Regions from separate parts of the Sus scrofa genome. Here region 2 is linked to region 1. Evidence: chromatin contacts called from public HiChIP or PLAC-seq data. All regions are on one chromosome and are shown on one strand. Each heading gives the region's core, a stretch centred on a gene start, on an enhancer-like site or on the middle of the called end of the contact. The rest is flanking DNA. Distances are from core to core; before and after follow the strand shown.

Evidence for each region. HiChIP or PLAC-seq counts read pairs in DNA pulled down with a chosen protein or histone mark.
Region 2: a contact with region 1 is called in an H3K27ac HiChIP or PLAC-seq map of alveolar macrophages. The contact joins the promoter of AP4E1 here to the promoter of SPPL2A in region 1. A contact is called at or near these places in 3 of 47 Hi-C or Micro-C datasets (alveolar macrophages, skeletal muscle and subcutaneous adipose tissue) and 1 of 2 datasets of contacts at active chromatin or transcription factors (alveolar macrophages).

What each region holds. Positions count from the first base shown.
Region 1 is chr1:121,064,011-121,070,269 of Sscrofa11.1, reverse strand. SPPL2A (signal peptide peptidase-like 2A) reads right to left here and starts at 2,632. Exons shown (of 16, transcript XM_021095561.1): 1 at 2,156-2,632. The coding sequence starts at 2,617.
Region 2 is chr1:120,942,644-120,948,902 of Sscrofa11.1, reverse strand. It overlaps AP4E1 (AP-4 complex subunit epsilon-1), which reads left to right and starts at 2,858. Exons shown (of 21, transcript XM_001924871.7): 1 at 2,858-3,094; 2 at 5,212-5,283. The coding sequence starts at 2,945.

The DNA of each region.
Region 1 (6,259 bases), core at 1,383-3,882:
AATTTTAAGACATTATTACTTTTCTCTAATTATGAAAACAAACTTGTGAACACATATTTGTAGCTCCAATTGGACCCCTAGCCTGGGAACCTCCATATACCATGGGTGTGGCCCTAAAAAGCAAAAATCAATCAATCAATCAATCAATCTTGTTAGTTTATTCACAATTACTGGCAGAGCTCCTGGCATAAAAGAGATACACACTAAATATTTGTGGGTGAAAGAATGTTACTGAGTTCCCACAACAACCTATGATGAAGGAATACAGAACTAAAGATTAATATGGTAAAATATGACAAAATTCATTATGCAATATAAAAATAAAATCTAAAAGGTGGGCTAGACAGGCTAGCTACAATTTGGAACAGGGACAAACTTGAGATTTGTGAAGCCCTTGAAATTACATGAAAATTTTGCTTACATTTTTCTCGTCATAGGGTTCAGAACTTTTAATCAGAATTTTAACGTGAGTTTTTAAGCAATTGATGTATTATGACATTGGTCATTAATTTGTGTTGCAAAAGGACAGGTGGGAATTTATACACGCACATATATATATTCTTACAATTAGCTTAAGAAGTTCAAATGAAAATGAGTGCAAAAACTCAAAAATATTTCCTGGAGTTCCCGTCGTAGCGCAGTGGTTAACGAATCCAACTAGGAACCATGAGGTTGCGGGTTCGATCCTTGCCCTTGCTCAGTGGGTTAAGGATCCGGCGTTGCAGTGAGCTGTGGTGTAGGTCGCAGATGCGGCTCGGATCCTGCACTGCTGTGGCTCTGGTGTAGGCTGGCAGCTACAGCTCCGATTCCACCCCTAGCCCGGGAACCTCCATAATGCGCAGGAGTGGCCCAAGAAATGGCAAAAAGACAAAAAAAAAAAAAAAAAAAAAAATTCCTATCTAGGTTATAATTTTATCTGCACTTACATACTATCTGAATTGTTATCTTTTGGACATATCTGATAAGCAACACAACAAAGATGCAGACCAACACTGCTTCTTTGTTAATTCTCTTTATATCCCAGTTCCCCCAACCCCAAGCTATTTTTAGATACATTGTCCCACTCCTCTTCCTAATGCTGCCTAGCAAACATGAATACACCAAAGGCACTTAAGTACTTCAGGCTTTGATTTTTGTTTCCCAGTTAATGTTAGACACTTCCTATTGAATATTGAATACAGTCACTAGCAGTAATCCTTTAAATTGGAGAGTAAGCAATAAATATACTCTTTCAGAGAAGTTACACATTCTAACAGAAAGAACTAGACAGGAATACACCATACCAATTCCATATAAATAAAACTCAAGAACGTTCCTACCTGAAACTCCCTAAGTGAAAATTATAAGAAAGAAAAACTGAAACACTGAACACTGGCGTCCTGACCACCCACCCACTGAAGGTCCAACAGCGTGGTGTTGAATTTTAAGACATTATTACTTTTCTCTAATTATGAAAACAAACTTGTTTCACAAACAAGTAACACATATTTGTTACTGTTACTCAACCGATCGTCCTTCTCTTTAAACTAGGCAGAGAAGTGAAAACCAATAAAAGCATTACATTTTGATGTGCTCTTTAAAATACATTTTAAATTATTATTATTATCATTATTATTACCACCTCCCATCCCCAAAGAATCAAATGAGCCCTAAGGCGAAACAAAAACTACAGAGGAGGAAGGGGGTAAAGTCTGTATAAGAGACATTAAACTAAAGTGCAGTCCTTGAACCTCTAAACATCTTGGGATCAAGAAAGAATACTTTTTTCTTCTTTCGGGGTTGGGGTGGAGGGGTGTGCCAGTTGAGAATCGGTAAGAAGGGCTAGACAATAAAACACAGAGGTCAATTTAAAACGCCTGGAACCGTGAAAAACTACAGAGAAACGCCAAGGTCAAAGTAGTATTAGAGGTTCGGAGATGGCTCTCGGGGGTAGGTATTCGGGGACTTCAAATGACGAGAATAGGGGCTGAAAGGAAAGGGAAGTGGATGAAAAAGCAAAAAAAAAAAAAAACCTAGAGCAGGCCGGCTAGGCGCCGGCAGAGGGGAGGCCGGGCAGGAGCTCAGAGATGAAGAGGAGATGGAGGAGGAGGAGGGGGCGAAGGGGGCCCGGCCCGCCCCGGGGAGGCCCCAGCGCCCGCCCGCCCGCCCCCCTTACCAGAGGGAGCAGGAAGCTCCAGAGCAGGGCGGCCGCGGCGATGGGCAGCGGCCGCTGCGGCCCCATCTGTCTGGTGGGCGTCCGGCGGCGCGGCTCGGCTCGGCGGGGGAGGCTCCGGGTCCCGTCGCGGCGCTGCCTCAGTGGCCGAGCCGGACAGAAGCCAGCGGCGGGGCTTGGCTGGGGGCCGCCGCGGCTGCTGAAGCCGCCACTGCCGCGCCGACTTCCTCTTCCGGCCCCGCCCGGAGGCCGCGGAAACCCCCACGGGGCACGTGGAGCCCCGGTCCGCGCGCGCCGCCAGCAGGGCTTTCTGGGCGTCGTGGCGCCGGTGGGCCACCCGCGGCGGGTCTGAGCGCGTCTCTTTCCAGTTGCCTGACCTGAACTGTCCTCGAAGTCCCGTCCTGGGAGGCGAAGGGACTTTTTCAAGGCCGTCTTCCTCCTAGAAGCCGCGGAACGCCTCTTCATGTTTTCCAGTAACTGCCCAGGTGCCCAAGCCAAAAATCTACATACTCTGAGGCCTAATTCATCTGCTCATTAGCAGTCCTAAGCACCTCCACACGTATATTCCAAATCCTCCCACCTTCTCCCAAACCCCTGTGAGCACCCTATCCAGGCCACGGATCTTTCTCTCTTCCAAACCGGATTTACACACCCCACAGCCCGTTATCCACACAGTTGTCTAAAACAGATCTTTTCGAAAATGTATATCAGATCTCTCACTCCCAACTACACTTAGGACAAAGTCAAAACTACTCCGGACGACAAAGTTTATAGAATATGGTCCCTGCCTTCTTTTCTGACCCCATCTTCTCTACTTTCCCACGCTTGCTTTAAGTCACATGGGCCGCCTTTGGTTCTTCCATCCTTTATATTGGTAGACCCTCCTGCAATGCTCCTCTCTCTGAATGCACGCTGGCATTCACTTATCAGCTTAAGTGTCACTTCCTCAGAGGGAGCTTATTGACATACCCAATCTGAAGTAGCCACTTAGTCACTTTCATATCAAATGATTTATTTTAATTCTTTGCATAGCACTTTTCACTCTCATATTCTTATTTATCTCTTCTTTTATTTATGATGTTGAATTCCACTTGATAGCAAGGCTTATTTCAGTGCTGTATCCATTATAACATTTGGCATAAAGTTGGTCCCCAAATCCTTATTGGATGAATATTCAACACCAAACACTGAATAGAACTCTGTCCCTGCCATCTCACAGCTCAGGGTTTTGTGAAGGAAACAGATGTGTGAGCAAACACAGTTCAAGGTGATTAGTGACCCTTTTGCTTGCACAAGATGCTATGGGAGTATCAATAAGACATTTAAAGGGGTGCCAGGAAACATTTCAACCTAACTCCAGTCTAGAAGGCTGAGTTAATTTTAGCCAGGCAGTGGGTAGGGGAAGAGGGGGGGGAAGACTTCCAGGAAGATAGAACTATCAGTGTCAAAACCAAAGGTGACACTGGAGGAATTGCAAAACTTGGGCTTGGCTGAAGGTATGAGTGATGATAGATGAAGTGAGAGAAGAAGGCAGAGGCCAAATCACAGATAGATTGGGGCGTCCTGCTAGGGACTTTAGACTTATGATTAGTGGTGCAAAGTGCAGTGACAGACAATTTCTGCTTTAGGAAGTTTTCTGTGGTGGCAAGCAGTGTGGCAGATGGATTGCAACAGGGCAAGAGTAGAAACCAGGAGACCTGTTAGACAACTGCAGTAACCTAACCCAGGCAGGGATAGTGAGGGCCTGAGCTGAGACAGTGGCAGAAGAAATGGAGAGGAGGAGATAGTAGATCTGAAGGTTTATTGCAGAATTTGGTATACCTGAGGGGAAATGGGAGAAGAAGGAGAGGGATGAATCCCAGGATCCTGCCCTGGGTTCTTAATTGAGATGATCACCACAGGAGATGGGGGAGGCAGAAGATATGTGAGGAAAGGGAAATAATTTTGGGCCTGAGTTTGAAAGGCTTATGGGACATGCAATTGCAAATGTCTGTAGGTTGGTGGCTAAGTGGGTTGGTCTGAAACTTACTGGCATAGTGAGGCCAGAACTCAGGTCTCCTGCTTGTCAATCTGAGACTGTTTCCACATTTTCTAGTGGCTTAGGGCAAGCCAGACTTCCCTTTTGTAAAATGGCTGTGCTTTGGATTTCCCTTGGTGTTGCAGCAGATTAAGGATCTGGTGTTGTCACTGCTATGGCTTGGGTTGCAGCTGTGGCATGGGTTTGATCCCTGGCCCTGGAACTTCCGCATGCTGTGGGTGTGGCCAGAAAAAAAAAAAAAAAAGATTGTGCTTAGATGAATTCATCTCTAAATATTCCCTTTGGAGTTCCCTTCGTGATGCAGCAGTAAAGAATCCGACTAGGGACCATGAGGTTGCGGGTTCGATCCTTGCTCTTGCTCAGTGGGTTAAGGATCTGGCGTTGCCGTGAGCTGTGGTGTAGGTTGCAGATGTGGCTCGGATCCTGCATTGATGTGGCTGTGGCCTAGGCCAGCAGCTTCAGCTCGGAATTCAACCCCTAGCCTGGGAACCTCCATATGCCGTGGGTGCAGCCCTAAAAAGACAAAAGAAAAAAAAAATACTTAGAGACAAATTTGTCAAAACATATACATGACTGAAATATTGAAAAACTATAAAACATCACTGTGAAATATTAAAGAGGGACCTAAATAAATAGGGAGATTTACTATGCTCTTGGATTGGGAAAGTCAATACTGTTAAGATGTCAGTTCTTTCTAAATTGATCTAAAAAATAATGCAGTTCCAAACAAAATCACAGCCAGATTTTTGTTGTTGTTAGTGTTGAAACTAGGATGCCAATTGCAAATTTATGTGGAAACATAAAAAAACTAGAGTAACCAAAATAATTTTGAGGGAAAAAAAAGAACCAAACTGAGGACTTAAAGACCCAATTTCAAGACTTTTTTAAAGCTACAGACAGTAATGGTAGTTGAGTATGGTTATACCATACTATACCTACTAGTATGTGTAAAATTTAAAAATTGGTCACATAAGACTTCCCTAGTGGACTACAGCACAACTATGTGGCATTGTCACTGCTATAGCTCTGGTTCCATCCCTTGCCCCAGAACTTCCAGATGCTGTAGGTGCAAAAAAATAAATAAATAAATAAATTGGCCATACAATTTTTTATGCATGGGCAATGGTATGGGTAAAATAGAATTCTCATATACTGCTGGTGGGAATGTAAAATAATACAATGACTTTGGAAACTGACAATTTCTTATAAACATATTCCTATATATGATTTCATTTCATTCCTAGACATAGCCAAGAAAGTGATTTTACATGTTTTACATACACATTTTGGGGCTTTTTTTTTCAATAATAGTCATAACAGATATAAACTAATATATCACTGTGGTTTTTATTTTTATTTATCTAATGATAATGATGTTGAATATCTTTTCGTATAGCTCTAGGCCATTTGTATATCTTCTTTGGCAAGTCCTTTGCCCATTTTTAAATTAGCTTTTTTAACTATAGAGTTATAGAAGTTCTTTTATAGTTTTTTTAATTGAAGTACATTTTAGAGATTAACCATTTATCAGATATAGTTTGCAAATATTTTTTCCCATTCCATAGGTTGCTTTTCACTTTGTTATTTCCTTTGCTGTGCAGAAAAATTTTCATTTTGTTGTAGTCTCATTTGTTTTTATTACATGTGGTTTTGCTGTCATATCTATGAAATCATCACCAAGCCCAGTGTCTTGAAGCTTTTCCCCTGTGTTTTAAGAGAAAACAGTTTCAGGTCATATGTTTAAGTCTTTAATCCACTGACTTTATTTTTGTGCTTATTACCCTTTTCATAGAAATAATCAATGTTACCACTTAGTCTCCCTAATAATCTTGTCCACAGATTAAAAAGATGGTAAGAGAAGTTCCTTCTGTGGTGCACTGGGATTGGCAGCATCTCTGGAGCAGTGGGAGGCAAATTCAATCCCGACCTGGCACAGTGGGCTAAGGATCTGGTGTCACCCCAGCTCATAGGTTGCAGCTATGGCTTGGATCCAATCTCTGGGAACTTCACATGCCTCGGAGTGGCCAAAAGCTGCATGTGCGCGCGCGCGCGCGCGCACACACACACAC
Region 2 (6,259 bases), core at 1,609-4,108, 120 kb after region 1:
ATTTAAGTTTTCATCTAGCAGTCACTCACTCAGTAATATACAGCCTTTCCTAGTCTCTCAGTTATCAGATGCCCTTCTCCAGTCAGTGCAATATAGTAACTGAATCTGTAAGGTACTTCAGGAGGTTTTTCATTTCTAGTTTGAAAAGTTGTACCATAATAGTATTTGAAAATGTTCTGTTGAGTAAGACAAAACAAGGTAAATCATCATTTTTAAAGTCAAGGAAAAGAAAGACGCTTTTGTCATACTTTCCTTTCTTATTTACAGCCTCATCTAGATTATTCCCTTTACCTGAGTCAGAATCCTTTGTTTTGATGTTAATGTTATCTTTTTCAGCATCTCTAGATGTGGGAGATTGAGAGAGCATGTCTTCTAATCTCCCTTTTGTGAGCCAACGAAAGAATCTAAAATTAAAAAAACATTGTAAGCAAAATTTTATTTTAGGATAAAATATTAACTCTAAAAGAATAACAGTTTCAGGTGAAATTTAACTATTTAGAAAGTTTTCAATAAATTAGGAGTCCCTGCAGAGGTGCAACGGGATCGGTGGCATCTCTGCAGTACCAGGACATATGATTGATCCCCAGATGGGCACAGTGGGTTAAAGGATTTGGTGTTGCCACAGCTGCAGCAGAGGCTGCAACTATTGGCTTGGATCTGATCCCTGGCCCAGGAACTCCATATGCCATGGGATGGACAAAAAAGAAAAAAAAATTAGAAAGTATTCTTGCAAAACAAGTAAACAAAATGAACTTTCTTCTTGTGTTTCTGCATAGACAAAAGTCAAGGATTTCAAAAATACCATTTATTGGATGATTAATGAGGACTGATTTAGCATAAATGAATGTCAACAAAATTCTTGCTTAGAGAGAAATGGAGAATTTTTTTCCAGCCAACCTGAGGATTAAAACCTAGAAGACAGTCTGTCATAGAGCTCTGGAAACTGTTCCAAAGAGGTAAAGAGGGAGGCCAGTACACATGAGACTTTGGTGAAGGGGTATGTGCAACCAAGCACTCATCTGGGTAAAAGGTTACTGCCATTTGCAAGGAACAGATATATTAGTAAATGGTTTTAGTGTTTTTCTAAGTGAAGAAGATGAAATAAACTGAGTTCATAAAATTTTCTCCTGAAAATATATAACTATCTGAAGGCCAGTTCTGTCAGTTTTCCAGAGCAAAAATGCCTCATCCTGATCTTTGCCCTGAGTTCCTTTCAGGGTATAATACAGGTCAGCAATTATAGCGGCTAATGATTTAATTTTTGTAGAAGTGAGTGGTGGGCAACATTTCTTTATTTCACAATCCCTTCTCTTTGTTCCTAATTTTAACCAAGGTTTGGGAGTCATTTTGTGACCAATTTGTCTCATGGTGCTGGGAATATCCATTCCCAGGTCAGACAATTATTTTGTGGATAGGACTGGCCCTGGTTAACAGCAGCCAAAAGCCTCTGGATTGCCTGTCATACTAGTCTGTTATGACACAGGAAATGGTACCCTTTTGTTGCTTCTTCCCATACCTAGAGTTACACTATTACAATCATTATCTTATAAGACTATATATTTGACCAATTGTTTCAAATCACCACTGAGTGAGGCCAGGGATCAAACTCATATCCTCATGTATACTAGTTGTATAAAATCTGACCCACAACAAGAATTCCCAGAGAAAATTTTTATGTTTAAATTTGTCTTGCCTCAAAATATGGATTTTATTTAATCATGAAGATAGCCTGTAAGAACACACTAGAGGCAGTGAGGACAGACTGAGTTAATCTCTGAAAACGCACTTGCTATACCATAAACCTTAGTAGGGTCTATAACACGCAGGAGTGGGGCTCAAGCTCACACTTCATCAGCCAACAGAGCCGTTGTAAGTCATCTATCCTCTTGAAAACTCTGTACACTTTAGAAGGATGACAATGAAAACTGTAAGTAACGTTTAGGTAGTATTATGAATATAGTTTTGGCTTTTTGGATCCTCTGTTAGGGACCCACAGACTCTCAGAAATCATCAAACCACATTCTCAAAACCACTGTCTTAGATTCCGTTCAAATAGAAGCCGGAATAACAGCAGTAAGATATCCTCTGTTTAGTGAGCTAAATCTTTATGTAGTGGCAACTGTTTCAGTTCTAAAATGGGAAAGAACTGAGCATTGCGAGGGGATACGACCAGGAGACCCATCCTTGTCTGTGAGGTCGGGAGAGTTTCCTTCAAGCTGCGACCTACCGAGCAGGAGCAGTCCGGGGGCGAAGGGTGGACACCCGACCACTTCCCTTTTTCCGCTGCCTCCCCAAATCCCACGAGAAGATGCACGGATGGGACGGGACAGTGGTCAAGAGTGCCCCTGCACGGCGAGCGCTGAACCCGACAGGATGAATCCCCAAGACAGTCGAGCTGTCATTCAACACCACCAGGGTCCCCAGCACCGCCAGGGCCAGGGGCTGCGCGTGACGCCGGGTCCCCGTGTCCACTCAGCCCCTGGAAGTGTGGTAGAGGGAGGTGGGCGGACTGCCTGGTGGTCTCTCAGTGAGGGACCGAAAGAGGGCCAGGAAGGTCCATCTCCCGGTGAGCTCTCGGGCAGCGCGGAAACTGCTAAAAGAAAAGCGAGACTTTGGCAGACTAAGTAGAAGAGGGACCGCCCGAAGCTGCTACCTCAGGAGGCCCCATGAGACACGGGACGCTGAGGTTGCCAACGAAACCCGGAGAGTCCCGTATTTCTCCACAGAAGGACAACATCTGCGCAGGCGCGACGGGCGGCCTCTCCGTCGTGGACTCCAGCGCCCCCCGGCGGCGTCTCTCGAGAACGACACTGTGCTTGTCCGTTCGGGACGCGAATAAAGCTTTTTTCTTCAAACAAACAGGAAGTGCCTACGGAGGCCGGGCGGGCGGCAGGGCCGGGGCTGGGCATGAGGCCGGGCGGCAACTGGAGAGCGGGCGGCGGCGATGAGCGACATTGTGGAGAAGACGCTGACGGCGCTGCCGGGACTCTTCTTGCAGAACCAGTCGGTTGGTGGGACCGCGGCCGCCAAGGCGTCATTCTCCTCCCGGCTGGGCAACCTGGTTCGCGGCATCACCGCGCTCACCTCTAAGCACGTAGGTGCCCTCGGGGCCGGGAGGTCAGGAGCGACCGGAGGAGGCCCCCGCGCTGGAAGGCCCGAGTCTGGTGGCGAATCTCCAGGAACGGCCTCAGACGGGGCTCAAGGAGCGTCTGTCTGTCATTTTCCTGCCCGGACTGACAGCTGGGAGGCTGGGTTTCCAGGGTTGGCCCTGACACTTTTTATCTGGAGCAAATCTGTAATCTTTGAGTCTCTAAATGTTTCTTGAGCGTTGAAGTGGAAAAGTAGAAATACCTATTTCATAGATTGTTTCGAGGATTAGATGAGACATCAAGCGTGTGAAAAATACCAGGTGCCATGGAAGTGTCAGCATTTTTCTTCTATAAAGTTTCTTTCCTACTCAGGTTCTTTTTCTCTTACAGGTCTTTCAAACTGCTACGTGTCATACGCTAAAACAGACCCTTCTGTGAGAACCTGCTGTTTAATATATTCGGGGAACTTGTAGTTCTTAGGTTAGACCAACAAGTCGGGCAAATAAAAAGCATAATTCTCCTCAAGTGTAGTATTTGCTGAGTAAGTCTCTGCTTAGATGGAAAAGGAGCGGTTGTAATGGAAGTAACTAAGTTCCCACAGACTTTTGATAGTTGCACCGGTTGTGTAAGATACTGATTCAGAGCTTCAAGGATTTTGTATCTTAAAAGATCATGTGATATGCCAGTTTCTTCAAAAGATATTTATGGAAGAGGCTATGTGTTAGAACCTGAGAAAATAGTGTAAAAAATGTTTCCTTTTCCCAAAGAATTGGTCATTCATCTCCACATAGACAAGTATAAGCAATATACAATGAAATATAAGTGTCAGGAGAGAAGAAAAGACAAAGAGGGAAAGAAGGTTTTCCTTCAAAGTGCTCTAAGGCTTTAAAATATCCTTTTTAAACTGAAGTTAGATGATACTGTACTAGAGAGGGTCTGCTTCACTGTCAAAAAACATTATTTGTGAACTTAAAATTGTCTTTGGGGTCTTTTTTTTTTTTGGCTGCACCCATAGCATGTGGAAGTTCCCAGGCCAAGGATCGAACCTGTGCCACGGCAGTGACAACACTATATCCTTAACCACTAGGCCACTAGGGAACTCTCAATATTGTCTTGACATTTTGTTCTTTGCTAATTTTTATGAGATAGCGAATGAGATAAGTTATTTTTGTTTTTCTTTCTTTCTTTATTTTGATTTTTAGGGCTGCACCTGCAGCATATGGAAATGCCCAGGCTAGGGGTTGAATCAGAGCTGTGGCTGCTGGCCACGGCCACAGCCATAGCAAACTGCTATGCCTCTGTCTGTGACCTACACCACAGCTCATGGCAACGCTGGATTCCCCATCCACTGAGCAAGGCCAGGGATCTAACCCACATCCTCATGGATACTAGTCAGATTTGTTTCTGCTGCGCCACTATGGGAACTACTATTTTTGGTTTTAAATTGCAGCTTAAAACTGTACATAAAGTATCTAAGTGTGGCAGTACTTCACTGGTAATCTTGGTTAGTCACCTAATGGGCATCTGCCAATCCGACGTGTAAGTTAAAGATAGATTTATATTGGCCACACTTGTGGCCAATAGTTAATGCAGACAGGAGAGGTGACCATATAGATATATTTACTGTGTGTGTGAGAGATGGGAAGTGAGGGAAAGTATGTGAAGAATAAGAAGAAAAAGGGAAGAAAAATACAGGTTAATGGAAAAAGATCAGTTTCTGTTTCTGTCATCTTACCCTTTTTCTCTTTTCCCTGAAGAAGGAGGTGTGAGAACCTTTTTCCTGGGCCACTACATGAAGAATTTCTTTTCTACTTTCTCTCCGTTGTTAATTTTTTTTGGAAACCTTTTTTTGTTGTTGTTAAATCATCCTTAGGGGAAAAGTAACTGAGTGAAGAAAAGAAGAATGGTGGGTTAGCCTGGAAATATTTTTTCTTTTCAGGAATGATTCTGAAGGTTGGAGAAATGCCTTTAGGCAAATCTTAAGCACATAATTTTTATAACTCTCCTTAAAAATAATTTTTCTTTTTTATGGGAAAATATCATGTTTTATTTTCCCATGAAAAATGCTGTTACAGTTTAAAAAGACAGTTATTCATGCATTTAAATATTTTACCTTTTTCAGGAGGAAGAGAAGTTAATCCAGCAGGAACTGAATAACCTGAAAGCAATGGTTTCTGCTCCTACTACAACTCTGGTGAGTTTGCATAGTCAGTGCCAGCACATTTTGAATTTGAAATTTGGTCAACTATGGACTCAGTAGTGGCATTATTTGATCAGTTGCTGAAATCTAACTTATCACAGTCAAAATCAGTTATGATGGTAACAAGTCATACATTAGCCTTTTGTTACTGACTGGCTGTACCAGAGCAAGACTTGCTTTACTGATGTCAATTCAGTGCCAACATGATGATAGTTACATAAATGTAGCAATACTCCTGGGACTCCAGTGCTAATTTTACTGTTTTTTTTTGTTTTGTTTTTTTATGGCCACACCCATGACATATGGAAGTTCCTGGGCCAGGGATTGAATTTGAGCTGCAGCTTTGACCTGTGCCAGAGCTGTGGCAATGCCGAATCCTTTAACCTACTGTGCCTAGCTGGGGATCTGACCTATGTCTCTGCAGCGACCTGAGCTACTACAGTTGGATTCTAAATCCATTGTGCCACAGTGGGGAACTCCAGTATTTAGTAGGGTTTTTTTTTTTTTTTTTTTTTTTTTGGCCTTGCCTGTGGCATGTGGGAGTTCCCAGGCCAGATATTGAACCTGTGCCTCTGAAGCAGCCTCAGCCATAGCAGTAACGGTACCGAATCCTTAACCTGCTGTGCCACAAAGGAACTCTCTTTAGTGATTTAATTAGTGTGGTAATGAATTAAATTTTATTGCTACAAATGCAAGTCACCTGAATTAAATCTTATTCCCTTAAGATTTTCCTATGGGTTTTAAACTTTTTTTTTTTTGTCACCTGTGGCATAAGGAAGTTCCCAGGCTAGGGGTCCAATCAGAGCTACAGCTGCTGGCCTATACCACGGCTACAGCAATGCCAGATCCAAGCCATGTCTGTGACCTACACCATAGCTCATGGCAACGTAGGATCCTTAAACCACTGAGCGAGGCCGGGGATCGAACCCACGTCCTCATGGATACTAGTCGGGTTCATTACTGCTGAGTC